Regions from separate parts of the Mus musculus genome. Here all the other regions are linked to region 3. Evidence: chromatin contacts called from public ChIA-PET and HiChIP or PLAC-seq data. All regions are on one chromosome and are shown on one strand. The core of a region is the stretch at or near the end of the contact, and the rest is flanking DNA. Distances in the headings are between cores, read along the strand shown. Region 1 overlaps Mapk1ip1l (mitogen-activated protein kinase 1 interacting protein 1-like). Region 2 overlaps Dlgap5 (DLG associated protein 5). Region 3 holds the start of Atg14 (autophagy related 14). Region 4 holds the start of Lgals3 (lectin, galactose binding, soluble 3).

Evidence for each region. ChIA-PET counts read pairs in DNA pulled down with a chosen protein or histone mark. HiChIP or PLAC-seq counts read pairs in DNA pulled down with a chosen protein or histone mark.
Region 1: a contact with region 3 is called in an H3K27ac HiChIP or PLAC-seq map of extraembryonic endoderm stem cells, with 4 times the contacts expected there. The contact joins the enhancer-like site here to the promoter of Atg14 in region 3. A contact is called at or near these places in 1 of 484 Hi-C or Micro-C datasets (nephron progenitors), 5 of 115 datasets of contacts at active chromatin or transcription factors (bone marrow-derived macrophages, embryonic stem cells, extraembryonic endoderm stem cells and 1 more) and 4 of 9 other capture datasets (adipose tissue, embryonic stem cells, liver and 1 more).
Region 2: a contact with region 3 is called in an RNA polymerase II ChIA-PET map of memory CD8 T cells, with 19 read pairs. The contact joins the enhancer-like site here to the promoter of Atg14 in region 3. A contact is called at or near these places in 3 of 39 promoter capture datasets (the HPC-7 cell line, HPC-7-derived erythroid cells and fetal liver), 4 of 484 Hi-C or Micro-C datasets (the G1E-ER4 cell line, embryonic stem cells and stem cell-derived epiblast-like cells), 4 of 115 datasets of contacts at active chromatin or transcription factors (embryonic stem cells, memory CD8 T cells and stem cell-derived neural progenitor cells) and 3 of 9 other capture datasets (adipose tissue, liver and pancreatic islet).
Region 4: a contact with region 3 is called in an H3K4me3 HiChIP or PLAC-seq map of intestinal villus epithelium, with 5 read pairs. The contact joins the promoter of Lgals3 here to the promoter of Atg14 in region 3. A contact is called at or near these places in 6 of 39 promoter capture datasets (the HPC-7 cell line, HPC-7-derived erythroid cells, embryonic stem cells and 3 more), 7 of 115 datasets of contacts at active chromatin or transcription factors (the SCID.adh cell line, effector CD8 T cells, embryonic stem cells and 3 more) and 3 of 9 other capture datasets (adipose tissue, liver and pancreatic islet).

Annotation. Positions count from the first base shown.
Region 1 is chr14:47,316,992-47,320,137 of GRCm38.p6, reverse strand. It overlaps Mapk1ip1l (mitogen-activated protein kinase 1 interacting protein 1-like), which reads right to left. Exons shown (of 4, transcript NM_178684.6): 4 at 1-726. The coding sequence ends at 715. Among named protein-coding and RNA genes, the nearest start is that of Mapk1ip1l, 20 kb to the right of the region's middle. Within about 2 kb of position 1,672, at least 2 of the 459 cell types and tissues checked have an H3K27ac peak or open chromatin away from gene starts, as enhancers often do. A contact at or near this core is called in extraembryonic endoderm stem cells, where this site is marked.
Region 2 is chr14:47,393,669-47,396,531 of GRCm38.p6, reverse strand. It overlaps Dlgap5 (DLG associated protein 5), which reads left to right. Exons shown (of 19, transcript NM_144553.2): 14 at 558-777; 15 at 2,215-2,395. Among named protein-coding and RNA genes, the nearest start is that of Lgals3, 21 kb to the right of the region's middle. Within about 2 kb of position 1,326, at least 74 of the 459 cell types and tissues checked have an H3K27ac peak or open chromatin away from gene starts, as enhancers often do. A contact at or near this core is called in the HPC-7 cell line, adipose tissue, memory CD8 T cells and 1 more, where this site is marked.
Region 3 is chr14:47,567,010-47,570,139 of GRCm38.p6, reverse strand. It overlaps Atg14 (autophagy related 14), which reads left to right and starts at 1,706. Exons shown (of 10, transcript NM_172599.4): 1 at 1,706-1,954. The coding sequence starts at 1,734. It also overlaps the pseudogene Gm6616.
Region 4 is chr14:47,372,277-47,375,464 of GRCm38.p6, reverse strand. It overlaps Lgals3 (lectin, galactose binding, soluble 3), which reads right to left and starts at 1,605. Exons shown (of 6, transcript NM_010705.3): 1 at 1,513-1,605. It also overlaps the pseudogene Gm52166.

The DNA of each region.
Region 1 (3,146 bases), core at 423-2,922, 250 kb after region 3:
CCCGTTGGACTCAGCATGGGCAGTCTGACTACCACAGGAAAACTTAAAACTCCAGGTGCATGTAGTGCCAGCATTCCTCTAGAGCTCCGTCAGAGCAAGAATCTGTCCTTAGATCATGAAGCAATCTTGATAGGAGAGAACTGGATATAATGGTTGAATTAAACTTAGCGCGCGCGTACACACACACACACACACACACACACACACACACACACACACACACACACACACACACACACACAGAGTTAAATAGATAAATATAGTAAGAGGGCCAGGTTTGTGTAGGTAGGAGGAGCTCAAAATGTTGAGGAGTCATGTTTCAATTAAGTGATTGTTCTTGGTTCTGTGGGGTGCGGTGGTAGTGGTGGTGGTGTGATTATAAAAAGTACTTGATGTTGTCAATTAAGATGTAGATTCTAACAATAATCCATGTTATTTAGATTTTGAGGGCATAGCTATGCTTTAAACAAATATTATCAAATGTTATTCAATACACATAATCACATTAAGCACACTTGAATGATTCGCTTCTACATTTATCTGATTGTACCCACGTGATGTTCTACATATTCAAACACATGAAGCAGGAACTGAGGTGCAAAGTTCTTTCACAAATGCCCTCAACCAACAGCGAAACCAGCCATTATATATGCTTTCTCGTGCATACACATGTACTTCAAAAAGCATTGCGCCATCTCTTCATCCACTGTCAACTTAATGGTAAGACTGCAACAGAAAAAAAAGGGAAAAAAAAATCAACTTCTATAATTGTGGGTCTCTGTGAATACCAGAAGCAGCAGAGTAACGGTCAGAACAGGGCTCAAAATTAGAATCATGTGAGATTTCTGAGTGCCTGTAAGAAAACTCCAAGAAACCGAGACAGGAGTCTTGTGACCTGTTTCTTCAAAACACAGGGAATTGTTCTTACATTCTGCTTTTGTGCCCCTCCCAGATGTAGCAGATAGTTCACTTCAGATTATTCATTACAACTGGCTATTGTTATTTCTTTATATGCCTCTATGGAAAATGTTTTTTGCTGCCTTCAGCTTGCTCCACCACGTGAGGCTTATAATTGTACATTTACATAAATCTTCTTAAACGCCAGAGTATAAACTATCTGATGCTCCGATTAAATTTGGCGATTGTGTGAGACTTTAAGCCACCTCATTTACATCATTTTCTTTAAAAAGGAGGAGCGCAAGTACTGCAGTCCTAACTATCAGATTGCCTGCAAGAATTCCTGGTGTCCAGAATAAGCATCAGTCGCATGATATACCTCCAGCAGCCCTTCCACGTTCAGGACGAGCTACAGTTGCCTGGATAAAAACAGCATCGGGATCTGACCCCTTGTCTTATCTGTAACATGAATAAAAGGTCCCTCTGAGTGCTATGCTGATTTTCACAGGAAGCCAGAAAGATGCTCCTGAGAACTGAGTTAGAGAGGAGCAAGATCAAGTTCTTAGTCAACAGCTGGCTTTTGATAATCCAATGAAGATCACCAAGGACTAATTACACCTCAGATGGGAAATGCTATTGACTTTCTGAAATTTTGTAGAAATGTGCGAACCTACAGACACAGAGCAAAATTGGCTGCAAAGCTACGGAGTCTTCACCAGTCACTCAGAACAGCTGGAAAATGGGCACACAGAATTCTTTTCCTCCCTGGAATTCTCTCGTTATCAATGGATTGTATTATCTCAAGGCTTGACAAAATCCCCTGCTATGTGTCAATACTGCATAGGAGAGGTTTTAGTTCCGGTGAGGCAGCCTTTCCCTTAGGCTTATATGCATAAACACCGTTAGCACCTCCAACCCGGTTGGCAGGACTCACGATATGCTACATACAAATGGGCATCTTATTGAACCAGAAAAGGTACACAGAACAGATACTATGCAATATTTGGAACACTAGTTAATAGAACTGTTAAGCCACAAGAAACTTATTAGACAAGACAATTTAAAAACAACTTTCAAAGATCATTAGGAGATAGTTATCAGCTATGCACTTCTTTAGGAATAGCTAACTATGCACTAAAACCATTTATGTAAAATTCTACAAGGAGAGATGGCATTGGACAGCGCTCACCTATGGAGAGGCAAAGGAAGAACTGCAGAAATCTGATTCCAGACTACAAAACCATTTGTGCATAGTGTGGAGCCTTCACTGCCTTTAAACTTATTTTCCCCACTGAACTGTTGACTCTGGGTGTTACATAGCACCAGAGGATAAGCCTTTGGAATGGATTCACTGATACCAAAGGCCATAAAATGCTAACCGCGCACCGTACCCTTCTTGCTCAATTAGTAAATCAGGGGAGGACCTGACGTCAACAATTATATGGGTTCAATCCTTGCTGTATTTATTATATTACCCTCAACTAACAATCACCTCTTCAGAAAACCCAGAGAACCCCTACTACACACTAATGCTATTAAGACTTCAAATGATGATAGCTACATTAGTTGATTATCAAATTTAAGAAAGGAGATTGGATAGCTCAATTATTGTTATTACCTTATATACTCATTGGATATTCTGATGCAACTCATCATCAGAATATGATGATATTGGGGTTTTGGAAGTACTAATCAGGCAAATGTCTTTTGGACTATGAATAAAGGGAAACAGCCACAAATAAAAATTTCTATTAATAGTAAATCTTTTATTGGTCTGATAGATACAGGGTCTGATATTACTATAATTACAGAAAAAGACTGGCCTTTAAGTTGGCCTGTACAACAACTACCTTGTGAAATAAAAGGTATTGGTTCTCAGCCTCTAATCTCTATTAAACAAAGTGTTTAGATCATGTCTTCGATTACTTCGATTACTGAAGATGGGCAAACTGCTGTTTTAAAACCTTTCTTATTACAAGTACCTGTTAGTATTTTTGTAAGAGATGTCTTGGAGCAACGGGGTGCTCATTTAACATTTAATACTCTATAGATGTAGTCTATACAAATTCTATGGGAAAAACGTATCCCCTCTGGACTGAACAAAGCAGCAATTGGATGCCGCACAACCTGTGGTTGAGAAGCAACTTCAAAAAGGGCAAATTGAACCATCTACATCTCCATGGAACCCCCCTATTTTTGTGAATAAGAAGTCTGGGAAATGGAGGTTGTTAACAGACTGAAGGGGAGTT
Region 2 (2,863 bases), core at 77-2,576, 170 kb after region 3:
TGTGGGTATTTCTTAATTGTGTGTTTAGCTCTCAAAGTAATTTATCAGTGTCTCTATCATATAAGAATTGTAATTCTGCCTGTGACCACCAGATGTCTCTCCTTCTACATTGTTTGGTTGTTTGGAGAGAACTTTATGAAACCTCATCCACCAGCCCCCATCCCCACCTCCTCCAACAAGGGCATACCTACTTCAGCAGGGCCACCTCTAATTCTGCCTTAACAGTTCTGACTGGGGACCAGCCATTCCCACGCATGAGCCTATGGGGGTCGTTTTCATCCACACCATCAGACGCCACAAGGTGGTGCTCAGTCGGTGGGATGATGTCCCCTTAATATCAGCTGGTCCTGAGCTGAAACAGGTGTGCATTCAAGCCATGGGGGACAACATAGTGAGACCCTGTCTCAGAATAAAAGTTAAAAGGGCTACGGACTTAACTTCAGTGGAAGAACGATTTCCTGGTATGCACAGGGAGGGCTCTGGGGTCAGTCCTCAGTACCACAGGAACAGGAGAAGGTGGTAATGAACATACCTTTAATTACTATTTCTCCTTGCAGAAAAAAATTGTGCCCGGTAGAACAAGCAAAGCAAAGCAGGATGACGACGGACGAGCGGCAGCTAGGAGTCGCCTTGCAGCCATAAAGAATGCAATGAAAGGCAGGCCACAGCAGGAAGTGCAGGCCCACGCAGCAGCTCCGGAGAACACAAAGGAAGTTGACAAAATAGTGTTTGATGCTGGGTTTTTCAGAATCGAGAGCCCAGTGAAGTCATTCTCAGGTTTGTAGCTTTGCTGAGACTGAAGAGCGGTGTTTGGGCCAACTGGGGGCTGGAGTGAATGGTGGAGAGTGACTTTCCCATGAAAGAGCCCACACGCTGATGGCTAGAAGTGGGTTCTGTGCTGGCAAGCCTGCGTGCACATCAAATATTGAGACGAGTGCGGGCTTGTGCCTGTTCTCCAAGTGATGCCATAGCTGTCTCTGCCATGCAGTGCCAGTCTGTCTGTGAGGTTCCGAGACAAGCTGGGCTAGGGGTACAATGCAGAGGAAGCAGACCTGAGCCATCACACTTCCCTCAGCCATGCCCTTCTGCACGGGGGTTGAGGGAGTCATCTGTGCTGCTGTGTTTGAGATCCTTGGGGGCAAACTCAGCTTGACATATGGTTAGCAAGCACTTGTCCCTCCAGACATAGCCTCCTTTTCTGAAATCCTCTCTTTTTAGACAAGGCTTGGCTAAGTTTCCCAGGCTGTCCTTGGACTCACACAGGCCTGTAGCTTGCTGTCTGAGCCTCTGGAGAGGATGTGGTGTCGGGCTTGTGCCACCAGCCCCCACTGCGCATCCCTGTATTCAACAGTCTCCTGTACGCTACCCACGTGAGGTCATTCTCTTACCTCCTGCTAGGACTGTGGTTCTGGCAGCAGCTGCTCAAGTGCCATGTTGGAGGAAGCCGAGTATCTCAGCAGTTTATCTGTAATGCTTTCTTGTTCCCCTGTTCCCATGACTAGCCTATGTTTCAGCGGTGTTTGGTAACCATCTACAGCAGGATACAGCTGATGTCTCAACTTACCAGGAAAGACTCTCTTTTGACTCGGGGTTTCTCTGTGTGGCCCTTGCTGGTCACTATATAGACCAGGCTGGCGTCAAACTCACAGAGATCTCTTACCTCTTCCTAAGTGCTGAGATAAAGGTGTGCGCCGCCACTCCTCTGAGTCAACGCTCTTGACCCAAGCACTTGTTGCCTGCGTTAGCTAGGGATAGCCCACTTGCTAATTTACATTATACCTTCTAAAACATTCTTCCTGTAGAGGTGCACCTCTTCGTCTTTCTTTCTAAGTTTTAGTTTGATTTTATGTACCTTTACCTACACTTTGTCCACACCACGTGTGTGCCTGATGCCTGTGGAAGTCAGAGGAGAATATCAGATCCCCGGGACCTGGAGTTAGAGCTGTCGTGAAATATCACTAGGTGCTGGGAACCAAACCTGGCTCCTCCGGGAGAACAGCCAGTGTCCTTAACAACTGAGCCTCTCGGCAGCCTTTTGCATCATAGGCATGGCATATGAAAGCTAAGCACGGGCTAACGTGACGATCCTCTTGTCCCACAAAGCCCCTGGTACTGGACAGTAACAGATGTTGACAAGAGCAGGCTCTGTGCCTCCTCTCTGAACAGAGACTGGCCGGAAAGACTTGCTATGGGGCTTGTTCTTCTTATTTCCAGTCCTGTCTTCTGAACGTCGTTCTCAAAGATTTGGAACACCTCTGTCTGCCAGCAAAGTTGTGCCTGAGGGCAGGGCTGCAGGGGACCTTCTGAGACAGAAGATGCCACTGAAGAAGCCGGACCCTCAGAGCAGCAAGAGCGAGCATGTTGATCGGACGTTTTCAGATGGTCTTGAAAGCAGGTATCTCTTTCATGTGTACTGTGAGTTTAGTGGTATTGACGTGAGCTATCGTTCCATATGGTTAAGCTGGTAAAGTATATATATCAGCCGTATGTTTCTAATTAAACTTCACATGTAACCCTGTAACATGTGGGCAAGGCTTCCTCTTTTCTAAGGAAACAGACTTCAGATTTCAGGTTGGAACCAACTCTAGTGTTGGTAATCATAGCCACTCAGGGGCTGAGGTGGAAGGATTATTTCGCCAGCAGTTTGGAGCCAGCTTTAGCAACACTGCCTGTCTTAAAGCACCAGGACTGAAGTTGGTAAGTGGTCCTGATGCAATTGGCAGAAGTGTACCGTGCAGTACAAGGGAGAGAAGCAGTGTGGTATCCTCTGGTGAGAGAAAGTGCCCAGTGTGTGCAGACAACCTAGACATCGCTTTAGGTCATTAGCTAGCCAACCCTTAGAGTAGCCCTGCCAGGGACGGGG
Region 3 (3,130 bases), core at 457-2,956:
CTCTAGGCCCTACATGGCTACTGACCCTGTCCTTTCTAAGGCAGACTTCAGTCTCAAGGTGGAGTGTGAGGAAAACATCAGTTGGTACCCAGCAGGCAGCTCTGAGTGCTGGCAGTGTGACTTGGGAGAAAGAGTTCAGACCTTATCAGTGGACACCCTGATGAAGCCATTCTTGAGAATCATTGGTCCAACTGGACCTCCGGCTTTACTTCTGTTCCCTTCTATGGTTTAGAGGCATATCAAAAAAAATTTTTTTTCTGATATAAACCTCCTCTTTCTGAAGAATCTTTTTTTTTTGAAAAAAAAAAAAAAAACCACCCAAATCTTTATTGTATAGAATATATATAAAATCCTCCAAGATGCTACTCTCTCATTTCCCCATCTTCCTCTTCTTCTTCAATGCCTCTGATGTAGAGGACATTATTACACCTTTTTAGAACTTCACCTAGATGTTCAGACAGCTCCCCATCTATGTACTCTTCTGTATTTGCAAGCTGCATGTTCATGTAGCCATCCATGGAGACCAGGTACTCCATGCCCCACTTAAGTTTCACCATCACTGGCTTTCCTGTCAGTCCATTGAGAGAAGTCTTGGGATTGAGGGGTAAACTCATCGCGACCACTGGCGAGCGCTGCACCCCACTAGCTGTCGACCCCGCCGCTGCCCGCCCCTCGTGACGGTGACCGGAGCGGCTGCTGCTACACGCAAGCGACCCGCGCTAAGAGAAAATCCTTTCTGAAGAATCTTAGGAGGAAATCCTAACTATCGAGTTCAAATTCTCTTAGAACATGACCCAGAGGAGAGGGAAGGACAGAAGCCAATAGAACTCAGTTTTCTGGCTGTGCTTACAGCTAGATTTCTGTGATTACACGCTTGAAATCTGTTAGCTCACGAGGCTGCCACAGGAGGACTGGAACTCGAGGGAAATGGAGGCTACGTAGAAGCACTATCCATTAAAAGCTGATTTCAAAAACATTTATCGCCGGGCGTGCGCCCAGCACTTGGGAGGCAGAGGCAGGCAGATTTCTGAGTTCGAGGTCAGCCTGGTCTACAGAGTGAGTTCCAGGACAGCCAGGGCTATCCTGTCTCAAAAAAAAAAAAAAAAAAGAAAAGAAAAGAAAAAAACCCCACATTTATCTTTGATTTACATCTTCAGTTTGTTTGTTTGTTTGTTTGTTTGTTTTTACTGATGTCGGGAGTGTTAGCCTGCTATGGGAGGTTTTTGCTCAACCCTCTCTGGTTATGGAGGTATAGCAAGTATATCCCCAACCAAGACAAAGTCGGGCAGAGGCGTTAAAAGATTTTCTTCAAATTCCACAGCTTTTAAGAAGGAAGGTGAGTCAAACTTCAGTTAGTTTGAGATCCAACTCTCTCCCAACCTTGCTCCTTGCAGTTTTAGCCCAAAACCTAAAAGTAACCTTAATGAATGAAATGAAATCCCTTGTTCTGTTCCCGCACCTTCACTGAGAATGCTTGGGCACTTATTACTGTATTTTGCATAACGTAGAGGCTTCGTTTGGCGCCACTCCAAGGGTTGAACTGCGCAGCCGCCAAGGAGTGTGGGAAGTAGGACAAGAAGATCCCTGGTTCCTAGATTCTCCGCCTCTGAGCTCCAGCCCCAACCTCTGGACCGCCCCCTTTCCCGCCCCGGCCTTCAGGCCCCGCCTCCGAGCCCAGGATGCACCTGGATAAAAACAAAATCCCACGTGACTGGCCCTGAGCTCAGATCATCATGGCGTCTCCCAGTGGGAAGGGATCTTGGACGCCCGAGGCTCCTGGTTTTGGGCCGCGGGCGCTAGCACGGGACCTGGTGGACTCGGTGGACGACGCCGAGGGCCTTTACGTGGCTGTTGAGCGGTGTCCTCTGTGCAACACCACTCGCCGGCGGTTGACTTGCGCCAAGTGCGTCCAGAGCGGTGATTTCGTCTATTTCGACGGCCGCGACCGGGAGAGGTACGGCGGCCGCCACGGCCCTATTGTTTCTGCTTCTCTGATTCCTCTGGCCCAGCCACCAGAGGCTGGAGGCTGGACACCCTAGGCCGGGCCCAGGAGCCCTGCGAGTGTGGAAAAGAGAATGGAGCTGCTTTGCGCTGGCGCTTTGTTGCCAGTGGCAGGGTGGGGGTGGGTGCTAGGTGAACGTAGGTTGCTGTTCCCCACCACCCACCAGAGTTTCTCTAGGGTCCTCTTGGGTACTTGGGGAAAGGAAATACAGTCCTTCTGGAGAAGTCTGTGTAGAGGAGTCTTAGTTCTCCCATTCAGAAGCGTAGTTTTACCTTTTCCCGTCTTCAGACATAAATACATTTTACAGAAGGAATCCGCAGAGAACTAAATTGGTTAGGAGGGCTTGAACCTTGGTTGTCTGTGTCACAGGTGGATACAGCTCTTTGTGAACGAGGACCAGGACTAGGTTACTTCCTTCTGTAATCCCAAAGTTGATTTTGTCACTGGGGATACTGGACTGTGTTTTTGAGTTGCAAGTCCTTAGTTAAAAGAACTGCGTTTAAGGAAATATTTTGTCTTTCTTTTGAATTAAGATATTAGAAAACTGAATGCTTAGCTGAAGAATCTTTTACTCCTAACGTTTGTTTCAACAATAACGAAATAGGTAACTTTTTAGTATGTTTGTTTGAGACAGTGTCTCACTATGTAGCTCTCTCTGGGTGGCCTGGAACTCACTATATAAATAAGACTTGCCTGGAACTCGGAGAGATCCTTCTGCCTCTGCTTCCTGAGCGCTGGGAAAAGTGTGTGTGCTATTATGTCCAGATAAAACAATTTTTTAGTCCTAAATTTGAAGCATTTATTTTTTTACAACAACCCATGCAAGTTATTGCCAGCCGATTACTTGAGGAGACTTGTACGTAGTAAATGCCTTGTTCCAAGGCCCCAAACAGTTAAAACCCAGACATCCTGGATCCATATACGGGTGCATTTAACTGCAAGGCTATGTAACATGTAAATTTTGGGGGTGTTTTAATCCCCATTATTCCTGTGAATGGGGCTCATTTCTTTTTCTTCTGAAAATACTGGTGTAACAGCATCTTTTTAAGTTCATTGCTGTTTTATGGATCCACATGATGATTTTAGTACGTTATAGCTCTAAAAGTTAAACCAGTTTTGTTTTAAGAA
Region 4 (3,188 bases), core at 356-2,855, 190 kb after region 3:
TGTTAGCCCCTGCACTTGGGAGACTGAGACAGGATTGAATATTGAAAGCCAGCCTGGGCTACATAGTAAGTTCCAGTCCTGCCTAGGCTGCAGTGGCAGCCTGTCTCCCTGGGATGGTTTGTATATGCTCGGCCAGGGAGTGGCACTAACTGAAGGTGTGGCCCTGTTGGAGTAGGTGTGTCACTGTGGGTGTGGGCTTTAAGACCCTCATCCTAGCTGCCTGGAAGCCAGTCTTCCACTAGCAGCCTTCAGATGAAGATGTAGAACTCTCAGCTCCTCCTGCACCATGCCTGCCTGGACGCTGCTATGCTCTTGCCTTGAGGATTATTGACTGAAGCTCTGAACCTGTGAGCCACCCCCACCACAATTAAATGTTGACCTTTATAAGAGCTGCCTTGGTCATGGTGTCTGTTCACAGCAATAAAACCCTAACTAAGATACTTCCCCTGCCCCCAAAGGTAAATAAATAAAAATACGGAACTATAAACTTGAAGCAAACATCTTGGAATTTCAGAAAGTGATAGTTTTTACACACTGGTTTCTGTTCTTTTCCTCAGAATTAGCCGGGTCACTAAGTCCAAATGTTCTCATTATCCAGAAACCCTACTCCCCGGGGGTCGCTTTATAAATATTCCAATTTCTTCAAATAGGAATCACTTGCTTCCCTGCTAGGGTTAGCCGGAATCCTAAGCCTCAGTCTCAACTCCCCCTCCCCACCCATTCCCGTCCCATCCTCGATTCCCTGCAATAGTGCTTGAGTAACATAATTCAGCATAAATGCAACCTTTGAAAGCCTCTCGCTAAGGGTCTGCACTCTGAGACCAACACGGCCACACCCAAGACTTCCTCCACCCAGATCTAGAGGTTATTGCACAAATAACCACACTGGTCACGAATGAGTCACTTGGCTTACAAAAAAATGTTAGAGGTTACAGTAGTTCTTCATCCCGACACATGCGCACTAGGGCTTGGGCAGCACTGTCCTGTGCGGTCAAGCACGCAGCGGGTGGCTATAGCCCCTACCTCCGCTGAACCTGGTGGAACTCACTGGCACCACACAGCAAGATCTCTAGTGGAAGGCTTCCACGTGCACCAAAGGAGCCTGCTGGAATTCCTCCAGGAGTCAGGAATCCTGGGCGATGTCTTTTGAGTCTCCAAACTCCCACCCCCACCCCCAACGTGCCAGAAGAGGCACCTGATCCCTATGGCCAAGCTAGGGGCCAGCTACAAGGTGGATCTCCGTAGGTTGTGGCTCACTCTAACGCAGGGCTTCGAAGGAGTGCCCAGGGCCCGCTGGCATCCCGCCATCCCAAAGAGACTTAGTATGTAGGTCGTGAATAACTTTCTCCGAGAGTTACCCGCAGGAGAGCCAAGGCGGTAGACCAGCGCCTGGGACCCTGAAGGTCACCTCCGTCCATCTCCCGGGAGCCCAGCCCTTTCTTGGTGCACTGAGCAGCACCGGTCCCCGCGCCCCGCGCCGCTCACCTGGGTAGTGCTCTCTGTGCCGCTCACCTGATTAGTGCTCCACCCGCCGCTCCGCTAGCTGTCAGAGCTGGGCGGTGGCTCGGCCGCTTCTAGTACTCTTTTCCCCGGGCCCGCCCTCCCAGGGCGGGGCAGCATCCCTCGCCCTGCAGGCGCCTGGCTGGACCGCGCCCCACGGACCACGGAGCTTCCCCACAGTGGACTGGGACACGCCCGCCAGCCTGTGCCCCTCACCTGTGCCCCGCAGTGGGCCCTAGCCGACCGCACCCAGACTCTCAGACTCACCCAATTCCCTTGTCTGAAGCTGCCTGTCAGGGTCTCATCCTGCCCCTAATTCCTTCACCTGAAGCCTTCCGCAGAAATGGCAGTGACTTTGAGTGTGAGGGAAGGGAGGAGCAGGTGTCCCTGACAAATCTGAGATGTAAGAGGTGCCCCTGTTTGCATTCACTCCTGCTCTGGATTTTGCTGGGCTGGGTAAACCCAATGTGGTACATAGTAGGTTCTCGGTAGGTATTTGTTGGTTGATTGATTGATGAGTGAATGAATGAATGTGGACGAATGAATTAATGAATGAAGTAGTATGAATGTGTGAATTGATTCCTAGGAAGATGTTTTCTCAAAGATTGGAGGAGAGTTACAGCACGGGCAAGGGGCAGTTAAATCAAGAGGACAGGGTGTAGCTCTGTCTATATGAAAATAGTTACAAGGAACAGCCGCTTTTGCAAGAGGCTGATAACCAGTTTGGAACCATTTATATAGATTAAAAACTTGAGTGATGTGGTTAAGGATATTCAAGATAATTTTTCCCCAGCTTCAGATACATCAGCTAATATCTACCAAACACTTATGCACCCCACTCTATGCCTAGGGCTTTACATACATTTATGGAGTTGGCATTATTTTAATCCTATTAGGTCCAAAGCAGCCCCCCAGAATGCCAGTGCTGGTCCTAAACAGAGGGACTCTGGCTGCACAAACAGAAGCTTATAGGTGGTTTCTGTTGACCAGGGATCTCCCTTAGTCTGCCCCCAATGTCAACTACCTCAGGCAAGGGCACCTGCTTCCCGGTCAATCCCAACAGCCTGTAACAGCTCAAAGCCCCCCATTCTGCTGACTTCTCCCCACACCCGGGGCAGGGGAATGTTTATTGCCTTGGTGGTTTGAGCCCCAATAAACTTATCTTTCTACTCATTCAGTGATGTCGCTGTGCCCTTGCTTACAAATCCCATTTTAGACATGAGAAAATATGGGTATAGAGAGTCAAGCATAATCCCGTAAGGGTGCTTGCTACAAAGCCCGACGCCTAACTTTGATCCCTGTAACTCAAGAGGAAAGAAGAGAACCAACTCTTGAATGTTGTCATTTAAGCCACATACACATGCTCACATGCATATGTGCAAATATAAATGCATTTTAAAATATTAAAACATCGCTTCTCGGCCTTTTGGCTAAGATCAAGTGTAAAATATTAAAACATGTAAATAAAATTTTAGAAATAAATATATGTATTTTTTTAAAAAATCACTGTAGGTAGTAGGTGTGGTGGCTCATGTCTTTAATCTCTTGGGATCTGCATGCTCTTGGGATGCAAAAACAGGCAGATCCCTTCAAGTTTAAGGCCAGCCTGGTCTGTATGGCGATTTGAGGCCACCAGGGATGTACAGTCAGGCCTTGTTTCAAAAACAAAAATGAAAAACCCCAAACAA